2 separate regions of the Mus musculus genome follow, and region 1 is linked to region 2. The links are chromatin contacts, called in public ChIA-PET maps. All regions are on one chromosome and are shown on one strand. The core of a region is the stretch at or near the end of the contact, and the rest is flanking DNA. Distances in the headings are between cores, read along the strand shown. Region 1 holds the start of D16Ertd472e (DNA segment, Chr 16, ERATO Doi 472, expressed). Region 2 overlaps D16Ertd472e (DNA segment, Chr 16, ERATO Doi 472, expressed).

Region 1 (6,994 bases), core at 3,847-6,346, 36 kb before region 2:
CAGTATACATAATACCTATTTTTAAAGGCTGGAACACAGATCATACAGCATGGGGTTTTTAAAGGAAGGCAAATGGGATGAGGCACACAAAGCCCCTGGTTCTATCTATGCCTAGATGTATTTTCAGACCGCACGAGGAAAGGCCATACTGCAGTAAGGAGAAAAAGTTTGAGGAAGATGAAGGAGAGGAGGAGGAGGAGGAGGAGGAGGAGGAGGAGGAGATAGTGGTGGTGGTGGCTGGAATTTGACATACATAGTGTTAGAAAGGAAGACCCATACATAAACAGTATTTCAATTTTTTGGTTTGTTTGTTTAAGTCTTTGACTGAAGGTGAAACTGAGCATGTGTAGGGTGAGACCCCAAGAGGCTTGGGGAAAATTATCCAATAGAGAAAGGCTAACTACTACAGACTATAAGGCAAACATCTACTAGAACTCACAGGAACCTGAGTTGGTTGAGTTTTACTCAATTAGGGTACAGAGTCTTTCCCGAGCATCATGACATAGAATAGAGACCTTAGAAAGTCCTCGTCTAAGGACAGGATAAAGGAACAGCTATATGCACTTACAAACTGAGTTTAAAAACATGTTTGGAGACAATCAAGCAGAATGCCGCCAAAATAACTTCTAAACAAACTCCAAACTTTTCTAAAACTTTATATATACTCACTGTATCAGTTTCATAAAACTGGCATAACAAATTAAGGCATGTTTAATGGCCTAAGGCCATATCCATTTATTATCTCATGGTTGGCTAGGCATGGTTTCAATAACCATTTCTCCCACTGGCTCATAGATTTGAATGCTTGGCTACAGGGGAGCGGCACTATTTGAAAGGATTAGGAGGCGTGGCTTTGTTGGAGGAAGTATGTCACTGGGGGTTGGCTTTGAGGTTCTCAAAAGCTAGAAATCTCAGCTACTGCTGCGTTGCCTGGAGGCTGCCATTATCCCCCCCGCCATTTTGATAATAAACTAAACGTTGGAAACTGCAAGCCAGCCCCAATTAAATCCTTTCTTTTATCAGAGTTGCTGTGGTCGTGGTGTCTCCTCTCAGCAGCAGAACATTAATGGAGACAATGGGTAAAAAAAATATCCGGTAAAATGTATTTCAGTTGAATGCTCTGTTTTGGGTCCACTGAGGCTAAAATTAGGATGTCCGTAGGATGCTGAAACGAAGCCCAAGTTTTTCAGGTTGTTGGCTAAACATAGTTCCTCACAGACTAGGCCTGAGATCTCTACGCTTGCTGTTTCCTGGGGTTGGTGAGTTATATCTCTAGGATTCTCCCAGTTGGTTTGGCATAATCTTCTGAAGCGTTTCTGACATTAAAGATTCTGCTTCTAATGGTTTCTATGATTAGAGTCACATATTACTGTGCCTTACTGTACCGAAGGCTCCAAATACAGTGTTTTCCCATTAGTATCTCTCAAATAAACTGAAAGGTCGACTGAATTCTCTCAACATTTCCTTAAGAATGGCTAGATCTTCTGCTTCTCTTTGTGTGGAGATGTCTTTATTTTCAGAGCTACACTGGGTAAACAGAAATTTAGGAGTCCAGCTCTGTTTCCACCTGTGAAAGTCTTTATTCCAGGTTTTTCGGGTTTGTATGATTTCTAATAAGAAAACTGTAGCAGTTTCTCAACTCCTCTTTAAATGCATCTCTCTTCTCGGTCTACTTGATGGTTTTTCTCTTTTCCTTGTTGTTTTTCTTTTCATTATGTGTTCGTTGGGACTCTTTTGTCTAGCTTCAGGTTTGTTGAGCTTCTGAGATATGGCTGATACTTTTCATCAACTCTAGCTTGTCCCCCTCCCCCCACTGCCCTTCTCCTCCCTGCCGCCCCCAGTACTGCAGTCATACATGTGTGTTAGGTTGGGTGCTGTTATATCTGAGATCACTAGCACTCTGGGTTTTGTTCCTCTGTGTCTTCTCTCTGCATTCCTTTTCTTTCTGAACCCAGGTCTTTTCTTCTACAGGATCTGATTGGCTTTGAAAGCTGCCCAGTGACTCTTTCCTTTCAGAGATATTCTTTGCAACAACAGGAGCCCGCCCCCGCTGCTCCCCCTTTCATTTTCAAATAAAACTAGTTGTATTTGTGATTTCTGTACCACAGTAACACAAGCACCAGACTGAAACAACTTAGGTTTATTTGGTCTCAGGACTTCAGAAGGATTTCAGCTCATCCCACATCCCACGGCAGGGAAGGCATGGGAGGTGGTGCAGCTCTTGGAAGCTGATGTGAACTAAATGGCAGTGGATGTGTACATATGGGGAGAGTAGGAAACAGAGTCTTCAGTGCTGGGCCAGCACTAAAGACCAGGCTAATAATATTCAGACTTCCTCCCAGTGATCCACTTCTACTAGCTGGGTTCTGCCTCCAGAAATTTTCGTGGTCCCTAAAACAGTACCAACCGCTAGGATACACAAGCCTTCAGATCATGAACCTATGGGGACTGCGTCTTAGATTTAAGCCATAGCGGGTATCAATTCACTAAGAGTATATCAACGATTCTCAGTGTCTAAAGTTGCATAAGCACTGAGGGAACACATTTGGCAATTTCCTTTTTAAACTGAATGGGAATTTGAGTTAGTGGTGTGGTACTTGTGCAACTCACATGGATTTGATCCTCACATTCACACGTACCCTGACACAAAATAAGCAAATGTTCACCATATCATCTAGCAATTCTGCCCTAGTTATTTACCCAAGAGAATAGAGAGACAGATAACATAGAGCCACCGATCTTGAAAGCTTATCGGTTATGAGAACTGATGAATTATGATGTAACTCATCAGTGCCTCAAAAAAGCAGCCAATGTCCATGTTGATGGAGTGAAAGTACAAGAGTCAGTAACACTGACTTCATGCGGCCTCGCTACAAGTGCAGGATTTCCGGTCCTACCCCAAATTCCCTAAATATGTACCTACATCCGAAAACAGCACTCAGATCTGTGGACCTGCAATGGCTTCAAGGTGTGGGTAAAGAGCTTTCTATGTAAGTATGAGGACCAGAGTTCAGTTGCCCAGATCCAAGTGTAATGGCTACTCTTGGTTGTCAACTTGACTATACCTGGAATGAACTACAATCTAGAATTGGACAGCTTACCTGTGATCCAGATCTTGAGGCTGGAAGACACAAGCTTCTGACTTGGATCTTGGCATGGTGATCTTAAGGCATAGCGGCCATGAAAAATTTAGGCCCAGCCAAGGTAGTACTGGCCTTTAATCCCAGGAGATTAAGGCAAAGAGATCTCTTAGTTCAAAGTCATCCTGGGACAAAACAAGTCCCAGACTCAGTTGTGCCAGCACACACCTTTAATCTGGGCCACACCTTCTGCTGGAGACCTACATAAGGACTTTGGAAGAAGGAAGAATCATTCTTCTTTGCCTGCTTGCACTTACTTGCCAGCACATCTGTTGAAACCTACTTCTACAGAAGGCAAGCTGAAACAACTAGCCTTGTGGGACCGAACAAATACTAGATTCCTGGACTTCCCATTCACAGCTGACCATTGTTGGGTTAGTTGGACTACAGACTGTAAGTCATCACAATATATACATTCCATAAGTTCTGTCACTCTAGAGAACCCTGACTAACACACCAGGAGAAAACAAACAAACTTAACACATTTACTGCAACATGGGAGCTGGAGACAGGGAGATCATGAGAAGCCCACTGGCCCACTAGCCTACACTACACACCTATGAACAGCAATGAGGCCCTTTCTCAAACAAGATTTAAAAAAAAAAAATGAGGACAGACATCTGAAGTTGTCCTCTGAGCTCCACACACATGCCAGGATATGATCATGCACACATCATACACACCACATATACAAACATACACATACAAATATAAACTTTGTAAAAATCACTTTAATTAAATAAATGAGTAGAATCCAAAATGCAAGATATTTAACACACCCCAAATTTTAATATGCATAGGGGGCAGGGACCTATAAAATATTCATTATTATTATTAATGGGGGGGCGTGTCCTGGTGACTGTGGGACACTCTTGGAGGACAGCTTTGTGGAGTTAGTACTTCCGTTCCACTGGGAATGGAGCTCAGGTTGCCAGGTTTGCCATAGCAAACACTCCCCCTCCCCCATCCCACCTCATGCCACCCCCGCTGAGGCACCTCAGGTCCATGGATCTGGGGGTCTTTTTCAGAGCAAGGTATTGATTTCTGGATTCTGCATTTGTAAAAACGCCACATGGGGTCTTTGAGTCATCCACCACACTTCGGTAGCATGGGCACAGATGACTTTTTTGAGTCCTTGATTAGTGGCTTTACCTCCGCAGCCTTGAGTTCAAGCTCCAGTTTTTGTTTCTAAGAAACTGCGATAAAGGGTTAGTCACCACTAAACTGCAAGAGCCGAGTTTCCTGTTTCTCTTCTGTGGACTGTTGAGAAAGACTAGCATAGCAAACGTAACTGAAAGTATTGCGTAGACTTGTGGCCTAGGCAAGGCTTAAGGAGTCAAGCAGATGATGAAAGTACATTTACATACTAAAAAAAAAAAAAGTTTAGGAAAGGGGTAGACTTAAAAACAAGAGGCGGAGCCTCGGGAATGTTTTCCGTGGATGTGCATGGGAGGTACCACATCGTGATACATAATTCGAAGAAAAGATGCTCTGCTTCTAGAATTATACCTAAATCGGGATATCTGAATTATCAACTTTTATCTCATTCAGAAAGTCAACCAACATGAAACAGGAGTTCAAGGATAATACTTGGTTCAGGCTCCTGGTTTTGAAGCAATACACTCCCCACGCGTGTGTGCCTTTCTCCTCCTCCACCCCTCAGGCTTAGCCGTGGGCCCATTCCTGCAATCCGCAAGTGGCTGGAGTTTTCAGGGGCTGCAGGGAGGCGGGCCGGACGGGTCCATGTGCGCCACGCGGAGGGGAGCGAGATGCTCTCCGCGGAGGCGCAAGAGGATGCGCACGGGGGCGCGGGGCGGCGCGGGGCGGGCGGAGGGCGGCTACACTCCCTGCGCTAGGGTGGCCACGTGGGGCCCTGGGGCTGTGGGCTGGCCCGGCCGCTCTCCCCGTGGGCGGCTCGGGGTGGCGCAGGCGGCCCGGGCGGGGCGGAGCGCGCTGCTGTCTGCGCTGCGGCGCCGGCGGAAACAATAGTGCGGATCGGATCGTGGCGCGCGGACGGTGGCCCGCGGAGCCGGACGGTAGAGGTCCTTCTCTGAGCCGCTCTGGTGCTCAGGACCAGTGCCGGGACGGACGGACAGACGAGACGGATCCCACGCCGTGCCGGACGCCCACGATCCTCGAGTGGCGTCCCCGGGACCCTCCGGTCCGTGGCTGAAGAGTCTCCGACGTGAGCCGATCCTTCCCGGGTGTCCCAGTCCCCACGTGCGTCTTGCCGCGGCGGAGCCGGGGAGCCGGGTAACCGAGTTAGCGGGACGCCTCCAGACGCTCACCCAGAAGTTGGCAAAGCCGCGTCCCAGCGGCTCCTTCTGGCCACAGCGACCGACCCGAAGTTGGTTGACAGGCCGGGTGTCTGCCGGCGCGACCCGGGAGGCGGGTGTCTCCTGTGGGCAGCCCTTTTGCTTTTTCGCAGTAAAACTGTGATACTGTAACTCCAGGTATGGCGATGCTTGCCTGACAGGGCTGTTGCAAACGCCTCCTTTTTCGGTTTTTGGGGGGGTTTTTGGTCGGTTACTGCAGGCCATAAGCAAGTTTTTGCCGTTGTGTAACTTGCTCCTTTCTCTTTCCTCATAGGGGCACTATGAACGAAGAGGAGCAGTTTGTAAGCATTGACTTGAATGATGACAACATTTGCAGTGTTTGTAAACTGGGAACAGACAAAGACACGCTCTCCTTCTGCCACATTTGCTTCGAGCTAAATCTCGAGGGTAAGGATTCTGCGGTTTTAACTGCGTGCCGCGTACTACTTTGTGCAACTTAGGCTGAGATGTTTGGAGGTAACACTGCAACTGCTTGAAAGCCTAGAGATTGTCCTAAGTGAAGATCTGCTAAGGGTTTCTGGAAATGAAGCCAGAGTTAACAATAGTTATGAGTCGAGGGAAATGTTTGTCTTTATAACAGAATGTTAAGCTCCTTTTAACTAATATGAAATGAAGTGCAGGTATTGTCTGATAAACATTTAAGAATCAACATGACCGTACACGTGGGCAGATATAATTTTACTCCTTTCTGCCAAACTTAGTCTCTATTTTTCCCATCATGTGGTGAATTTTAACTAACTTTTATTTTTTTAAGTTGTTTATATCAGATTTTAAATAACTTCCTTTAATATTAATAATCTTTTTAAAAAAGGACTTTTCAATTCTTTCGATGCCAGTACCATTGTGAGAATGTGTAAAAGAAATGCTTGAGAAATTAAACCTTTTGCTGAAGGTTGTGTTGGGTACACAGATAACTGGGTCCTAGATGTTTCCAGGAAACATGGGCTGTGAGCTTTCTATTTGCACTGTCACAGTGAAACCCCAAGTCTTTTGGGGTATCTATGAGTCACACTGAAGAAGAATCTTAAAATTTCCCCCAAAATAAAAATTTGTGTATAACTTGAATTTTGAGGTTCTAATGTGTCTGTCAGTAGAGAAAGATCTTACTAGATACTAAATATTTTGAAATACCTAGATGCTTAAGGGCTTGGTTTCAAAACAACATTTCATTTTGTCTTTAAAGACTTTCATGATTTTTTTTTTGTCTTATTAAGAGGGACAATGTATCCTTATTGCTAAGCACACTCCTGTACTGAGATCATAGACTTTGCCATTCCTGTTAGGACTTGTTACTCAGAAGTGTTGTAGCTTCCAAATGGTGTCTGTCTTGGCGCATCATGGAGTTTCTGTGGGCTAAGTAGTATGCTTGTTACTCTGGCTTTAGTAAATTGTAGTGATTACACCTAGTTTTAAAAGCGTGACTTAGAAATGACGATTTTTTTTTATGTGTGTGTGGAGTTTATATTTATGTTCTCTGTGCCCCAGTGAGAGGGCACACTTCTGCTCTTTGGAAACAGT
Region 2 (6,739 bases), core at 2,984-5,483:
TACCTAGCTGAGCTGTTTTAACTACTTAACAGAATATGAAAGTGGAATTAATCGTTCCTTTAAAGCAAATATCCAAGTAAACAAAGCAGCAGATTATTGTTTTCTAATGGAAACAGTGCTGAATTCGCTTAGGAAGAAAAGACTATTCTAGTTTGTATGTGTCAGTCTCCATAAAAGTAGTGGCCCTGCCCTGCTTCTTAATTCTCAACACTTTCTTGGATGTGTTAGTTTTGGACAAAGTAGGTCAACTATCTTCAGACTGCACTGGTCTTCCTTTGGGGGAAAAAATAAAATTATTATGTGTGCCACTTCACATGGAGTTCCCGTAATCTACGAACTGTCCAAATTCTGCTATCCACATCACTGAAATTAGTCCAAAAAATAATAATAACAAACCATTAAAGAAAGAAAAGGAAAAGCATTTCAAGGTACTTTTCTAAGTTTTAAAACTCTAAAGGGATAGACGATTATAGCACCACCACCACCCAAAAAAAAAACTTCAATAAAAAGGATAGTATAAGCTACTTTGGTTTCATATTCTTAGCTACTAAGTTAATGATGACACAAAAGCTAGTGCAAAATTAAGATGAACTCTTTAGCTGATGCTTAGAATGTATTTGTGTGGCTGATAGGTTTTGCCTGCAGAAATCTAAGGAAAGAAAACCCATTCATTCACTTGGCAGCCCCTCACTTGGCAGCCCCTCATGCATAAAGATGGTTTCTGCCTTGAAGTCGGCAGTCTGTACCTGGGCATGGGTCAGACTTTAATATTGAACATAAATAATATTTGACTAAGCAAACAGCTGCCTCACTGTAGAAAAAGCACCTTTTCCTGATGCTAGGATGTGTTAAACTGGCCTGGCTGTGTGCATTAGTCAATGTCCCATTGGTTTTGCTCTGTCCTGAAGAAAACTTACCTTTGAAGCTTTTTGGAAGGAGTTTCTGGGGAAAAAGAAAAAAAAAAAAAAAGAATACTTTTCAGTTTCTCTCAGTTCTTTGAGTCATCCAAAATGAATTTAAAATCTGGGGAGCAGAGGTGAACTCATTGCCTTAGTTTTGGTGAGCTTTAAATTGAATGTGTGCAATATGGAAGGGTCCACATTTACAAGCTGGGTGAAGACAACGTGTCCTGATTATGCCAGTAAGTGTTTCAGTGCTTGGTTGTTATGGTTACATTTTCCAACGTGACTGCACTCCTGCCTGGCGTAACTCCTTAAGGATGGCAGCACACTTGGGCTTCTGTCTGGATGATGGAAAAGCAGTCGGGACAGCCATAGGAGTATAAGAGAGTCGGCTTTTGGAATGTGCAGTACTCCGTGTATTTCTATCCGAGGAGACATACCCTACGGTGCAGTCCTAAGTACCAGTGTTACCCAAAGAAAAACGTTTGCTTATCTCTTATTGGCAAACACTTAGTTTACTAATGAGTTTGGAATAATTGGAATTTCTCCCATGTACTCTTTAAGGTCTTAACTGGGACCTCTGATTCATTTCTTTTAGATATTTCACTGGAAACACCAAAGGAATAGTGCTCCGTAGTCTGTCTCTGGTGCTGGTGGGAGCACTCGTACCCATGCGCGTGGGTTTTGCTGGAGCGCACTACTTTGTGTAATTCAACTGCCAGTTATTTGTTCAGGGTTCTTGGTTGTGGTGGTGGCTTGCTTGCTTGCTTGTTTTGACACAGGGTCTTGCTACATAGCTTTTGCTAGCCTAGAGTTCTCTTTGTGGACCAGGCTGGCCTGGGATTCGTGGCAAATCTCCTGCCTCAGGAGGAGATCTAGTGCTGTGGTTCAGGTCTATATCTTACTCCTAGCTTGATACATGCTCTTGATTGAATATGCAGTTATTGTATATGCAAAAATAAGGAAGGGGACAGAGTTGAGGTCCAGTTTAAGGAAGCAGGAACTTTTACAAGTACTGGTTTCTTCTCTGTTTGGCTCTTTCAAAGTTGTTGTGTGTTTTGAGAAAGTTCAGAAGAAACTTCACACGTGATTTCATTTAAAAACAACAACAACAACAACAGATGCACTGCTAGTGAGCCCGTACGTAGAAGCCCGAGCTTCTACGAGGAGCGAAGTGAAGTTTTGTCATACTAGACTTCATAGTTAAACAAGGTGCATATTTTAAAAATTAGACTTCATAGTTAAACAAGGTGCATATTTTAAAAATCAGAAGTCAGATGTGATTTTAACACATATTTTTCTTTAAAGATTAGTGTTTTTATGTGCCTAGCACATATCAGGCCCTGAGTTATTAATTCCTGTCACCCTAGTACATATACAAAGGTTTGGTTTCTGGTTTGGGTTCTATTATGTTGCCCAGACCCAAGCTTAGTGGCCATCTTACCGCTTCAGCCTTCTGAGTGGAGACATGGGGGGGAGGGGAGGGGATTGACATACATTGCCATGCTTGGCTTAAATACTCCTGTTGTCCATTCTTGTAGCATTTCTCCAGAGATTACCGCCTGATTCTCGCATTAATTTCTAAGTTAGTTCTTTGGAACGGGCATCCACTTGGCACGCCACGCTGATGATCCAAACAGTCCGCTTGCTTCACTGTGTGCTTCCTGCGTGTAGCACTGGAGTCAAGGAAACCCTTGCGTTTCCAAGTCCCATGTTTGCCTCTCCCATTCTTATATAACACTTAATGATTATTTTTCAAAACGTGTGCATCCTGGCAAGTGATTTCAGGAACATGGTTGAAGAATACTTCGTTGCCATCTTGACAGGTAGCTTGTGGTTTCTTGGACTCTTGCTGTTTCCTATGGACCATTGAGAAATGGCTTTTACCATTTTGTTTGTTTATATAGAACTCACCTTGGTGTTTATTCTTTTAAGGCTTGTCAGGTTTTTGTTAATTTTCAAAGTCATCCTTTTTAATCAGTTTGTGTACTTAAGTGAGAATGTTAAAGATCTCGCTGGCCTTTTAAAGGGTTCAGATGTGTGACCAGGCAAAATAATTCCATGGACATGAGCTGTTATTTAATGGCGGAGTATAGCGTTCCTGTCATCACGTTTTGTTTTGATTGTTTGAAGGAGTTGTTTGTTTTACTTTTTGCAAGCTCATTTACTGACAGATATTACTACTGTTCACGCTACAGCAAGATGTGTGGATCTTTTAAGACTTCATACGTATAAAAATTATAATATACCCTCTGTTAAGCTATGACTTAACGCAGAGACTTGATTTGTTTTGGGTTTGATTCCGGTTTTACCTTGAACAGAATTTTTTTTTTTCTGAGAAAATTTGGTTTAAAAAAAAAAACACTAAAGGACAGAGCCCTAAATAAAATACTGTTGCCAAGTTAAGCTTTGTGGTGTGGGGTACAGAAGAGTTTATCTGCTGAAATAATCGGACACCTTGGGGAAGGGGAAGTCACGCTGGTCTAGGAAGAGTGTGTGTGTGACCTTTGCCTTTCATTTCCCCAATTCCTTTCGGTTCCCCGGCTGACATCAGCCTTCACCTGAGCAACCCCAGGCCGTGCCCACCTTGATAGGAACCGATCACGTGGGTGTAGACAGTTAAGATTTTTAGACATTTAATTTGTAAATGTTTTCACTGATATTTTTAGTTTGAAGAAAACTCCAATTAGCAAAGTAGTTTAATTTCAAACTAGTTTGAAATTTCTCAGTAATTTCCCCCCAATTTCAAGGTTACCAACGAGAAGCAAAGATGTCCTGGAGACAGACTCATTTAAAGCTGCACCAGCCACTGTGCACCAAGTGTAGTGGATTTAGCTTTGAAGATCGGATTGGTTTGATTTCTTGTTTTTTTCCCCTGCCCTACTGCCTCCAGAGGAGGTGGCTTTAAAAAGTGCTTCGTAGTGATGTGTGTGTGTGTGTGTGTGTGTGTGTGTGTGTGTGTGTGTGAGACAGAGACAGTGACAGCGACAGCGAAACCTGGCTGCATCTGCAGCAGTCCTTGAACTTCAATGTGTGCTTTGAAAACTTCTTTTCAGCAATGTTGCTGCCATTTAGAAAGCGAAAATGAAACTGCCGTGATCAAAGCTAAGTTGGTCTCCAAAAGAAACAAAAAGATTATTTTGTCTTCGTCCGGGTTATATGCAATTTATATATTTGTATTCTGCTTTGAAACTGTAACTAGATAAGTCTGTCTACTATTTTTAACTTTACAAGAATAAAACAAATATTTTGGTAGCTATCTCCGAGCCTCGGTTGATTTTCTTACATTTCTGTGTTTACTGGCGGCAGGCACACCAGGCCGCATGTGTCTTGTGGAGGTCAGAAGCTTCTAGAATCAGTTCTGTCCTCCTACCACGCGGGTCTCAAGGATCAAGCTCAGGTTCTCAGACTTCACAGCAAGCCTCTTTACCTGCTGAGCCATATTTCCAGCCCCAGTCAGTGTAAAAAGAGCAGACCTACCTGCTTGCTTCTCTGCCTCCCTCCCTCCCTCCCTCCCTCCCTCCCTCCCTCCCTCCCTCCCTCCCTTCCTTCCTCTCCTCCCTCTTCTTTCTCCTTCTCCCTTCCTCTTCCTCCTTCTTTCTTCTTTTTAATCATATAGCTTGCCTACCCTGAAACTTTTATATAATCTTATGCTGTGTGATGGATTGTATATGCTCGGCCCAGGGAGTGGCACTGTTTGGCGGTGTGGCCTTGTTGGAGTAGGTGTGTCTCTGGGTGTGGGCTTTAAGACCCTGATCCTAGCTACCTGGAAGCCAGTCTTCCACTAGCAGCCTTCAGATGAAGTTGTAGAACTCTCAGCTCTGCCTGCACCATTCCTGCCTGGATGCTGCCATGTTCCTGCCTTGATGATGGTGGATTGAACTTCTGAACTTGGAAGCCAGCCCCAATTAAATGTTGTCCTTTATAAGACTTGCCTTGGTCAAAAGTGTAGATGCTTCATTCCTCCTTAGAATAGGGAACAAAATACCCATGGAAGGAGTTATAGAGACAAAGTTTGGAGCTAAGAGGAAAGGATGGACCATCCAGAGACTACCCCACCCCAGGGATCCATCCCATAATCAGCCACCAAACGCAGACACTATTGCATACGTCAGCAAGATTTTGCTGAATGTGCCAGTGACTGGTAAACACAGAAGTGGATGCTCAGTGTCAGCTATTGGATGGATCACAGGGCCCCCAATGGAGGAGCTAGAGAAAGTAACCAAGGAGCTGAAGGGGTCTGCAACCCTATAGGTGGAACAACAATATGAACTAACCAGTACCCCCAGAGCTTGTGTCTCTAGCTGCATATGTAGCACATGATGGCCTAGTCGGAAAGAGAGGCCCCTAGGTCTTGCAATCTTTATATGCCCCAGTACAGGGGAACACCAGGGTCAAGAAGTGGGAGTGGATGGGTAGGAGAGCGGGACAGGGGGAGGGTATAGGGAACTTTTGGGATAGCATTTGAAATGTAAATAAAGAAAATATCTAATAAAAAAATTAAAAAAAAAAGACTTGCCTTGGTCATAGTGTCTGTTCACAGCAGTAAAACCCTAACTAAAATACTCTGTATCCAGTTAGCTGCTTCAACAATTTGAATTTGACTGTTTTGTTTTGTTTGGGGGGGGGGGCTTGTTTTCTTTTGTTTTTCCCCAAGTTGAGCTACTAAGAATAAAACTTTAGAGGGCTGGAGAGATGGCTCTGGTTAAGAGCCCTGACTGTTCTCCCAGAGGACACAGGTTCAAGTCCCAGAGTCCCCAGGGCTGCTAATAACTGAACCTGCAGTTCCCAGCGGATCCAGTACCTTCTTTTGTCCTCCATGGGGGTCAGACACACAGGTGGTGTGCAGATATCTAAGCAAGCAAAATATTCATATACACCAAATAAAAATTTGTAAAAATGAATAAAACACACCTATATTTCAGTTGGCTTTTTAAAAAACATTTGAAATAAGGAAAGAGTGTATTAGTCAAAAATCCTTGTGGTTAGCATAATGAATCAATATTAAATTAGCCTTTTCTCATTCATGATTGAATTTTTATTAGGAGTGAAGAGGTGGCTCGTGGCTAAGAGCACTTGCAAGAGGACCATCTCACTGTCTGTGGTGTGCAATGGAGGCCAGGGGACAGCTTTGTGACGTCAGTTCACCTGCCTCTACCCACTGAGCCATCCCACCTGTCCTTCATCAGTGACTTTTAAAGTCATTTTATGATGCTTATATGGTGATAATTTAAAACTAAGAAAAACAGACAGTTGTGGAAAAGGTCAGAAGTAGATTACACCATAAGTAATATCAAAGAATTGAAACACTGAATGTGTTGCGAAAATGTGAATCACCCTGGGAAGTCTCAGAAATCTAACCCTAAACCCTGTTTAGAGGTGCATGCCTGTGGTCTAACACTCAGGAGGCTAAAGGCTCAGGAACTCAAGGTCACCCTTGGGCTTTCTAACAAGTTGGGAGCCAGACGGCTACATAAGACTGTCTGAAAAATAAATCCTTTAATAATACCTAATATTCTTGAGTGATAGCACTACATCAGGAAAGGAAAGAGATGAAGAGTGGAGTTTGTAAAAGTTGCCAGGAAGTGTACCAGACCACAAGCGAAGTTTTACTGTTTAGCCACACTTAAAAGAAATTCGTCGTGACTTCTCTCAGCCTCAGCTCACTAAGAAGCTCTGTTCTTACTCGGTTGTCCGAACTGCCTCGTTTCAAACTAGCTCTGAAATTGTTCTCCCTTATTTCTTCAGTGACCTGTTAGAACCTAGATGTCTTTACAGGTGTCTTGGAGCCTGGCAAGGACTTCTAAACATAGTGAATAAAAACAAAAACAAAAAAC

The links. ChIA-PET counts read pairs in DNA pulled down with a chosen protein or histone mark.
Region 1: an RNA polymerase II ChIA-PET map of memory CD8 T cells shows a contact between it and region 2, with 1,571 read pairs. The contact joins the promoter of D16Ertd472e here to the enhancer-like site in region 2. A contact is called at or near these places in 5 of 39 promoter capture datasets (the C10 cell line, the HPC-7 cell line, liver and 2 more), 1 of 15 datasets of contacts at CTCF or cohesin (CD8 T cells), 61 of 484 Hi-C or Micro-C datasets (B cells, CD4 T cells, CD8 T cells and 37 more), 18 of 115 datasets of contacts at active chromatin or transcription factors (the 230-238 cell line, CD4 T cells, CD4 single positive thymocytes and 12 more) and 4 of 9 other capture datasets (adipose tissue, embryonic stem cells, liver and 1 more).

Annotation. Positions count from the first base shown.
Region 1 is chr16:78,574,790-78,581,783 of GRCm38.p6, reverse strand. D16Ertd472e (DNA segment, Chr 16, ERATO Doi 472, expressed) reads left to right here and starts at 5,096. Exons shown (of 5, transcript NM_001252439.1): 1 at 5,096-5,360; 2 at 5,730-5,863. The coding sequence starts at 5,737.
Region 2 is chr16:78,537,760-78,544,498 of GRCm38.p6, reverse strand. D16Ertd472e (DNA segment, Chr 16, ERATO Doi 472, expressed) reads left to right here. Exons shown (of 5, transcript NM_001252439.1): 5 at 1-4,163. Among named protein-coding and RNA genes, the nearest start is that of 4930478L05Rik, 19 kb to the left of the region's middle. Within about 2 kb of position 4,233, at least 105 of the 459 cell types and tissues checked have an H3K27ac peak or open chromatin away from gene starts, as enhancers often do. A contact at or near this core is called in B cells, CD4 single positive thymocytes, CD8 T cells and 27 more, where this site is marked.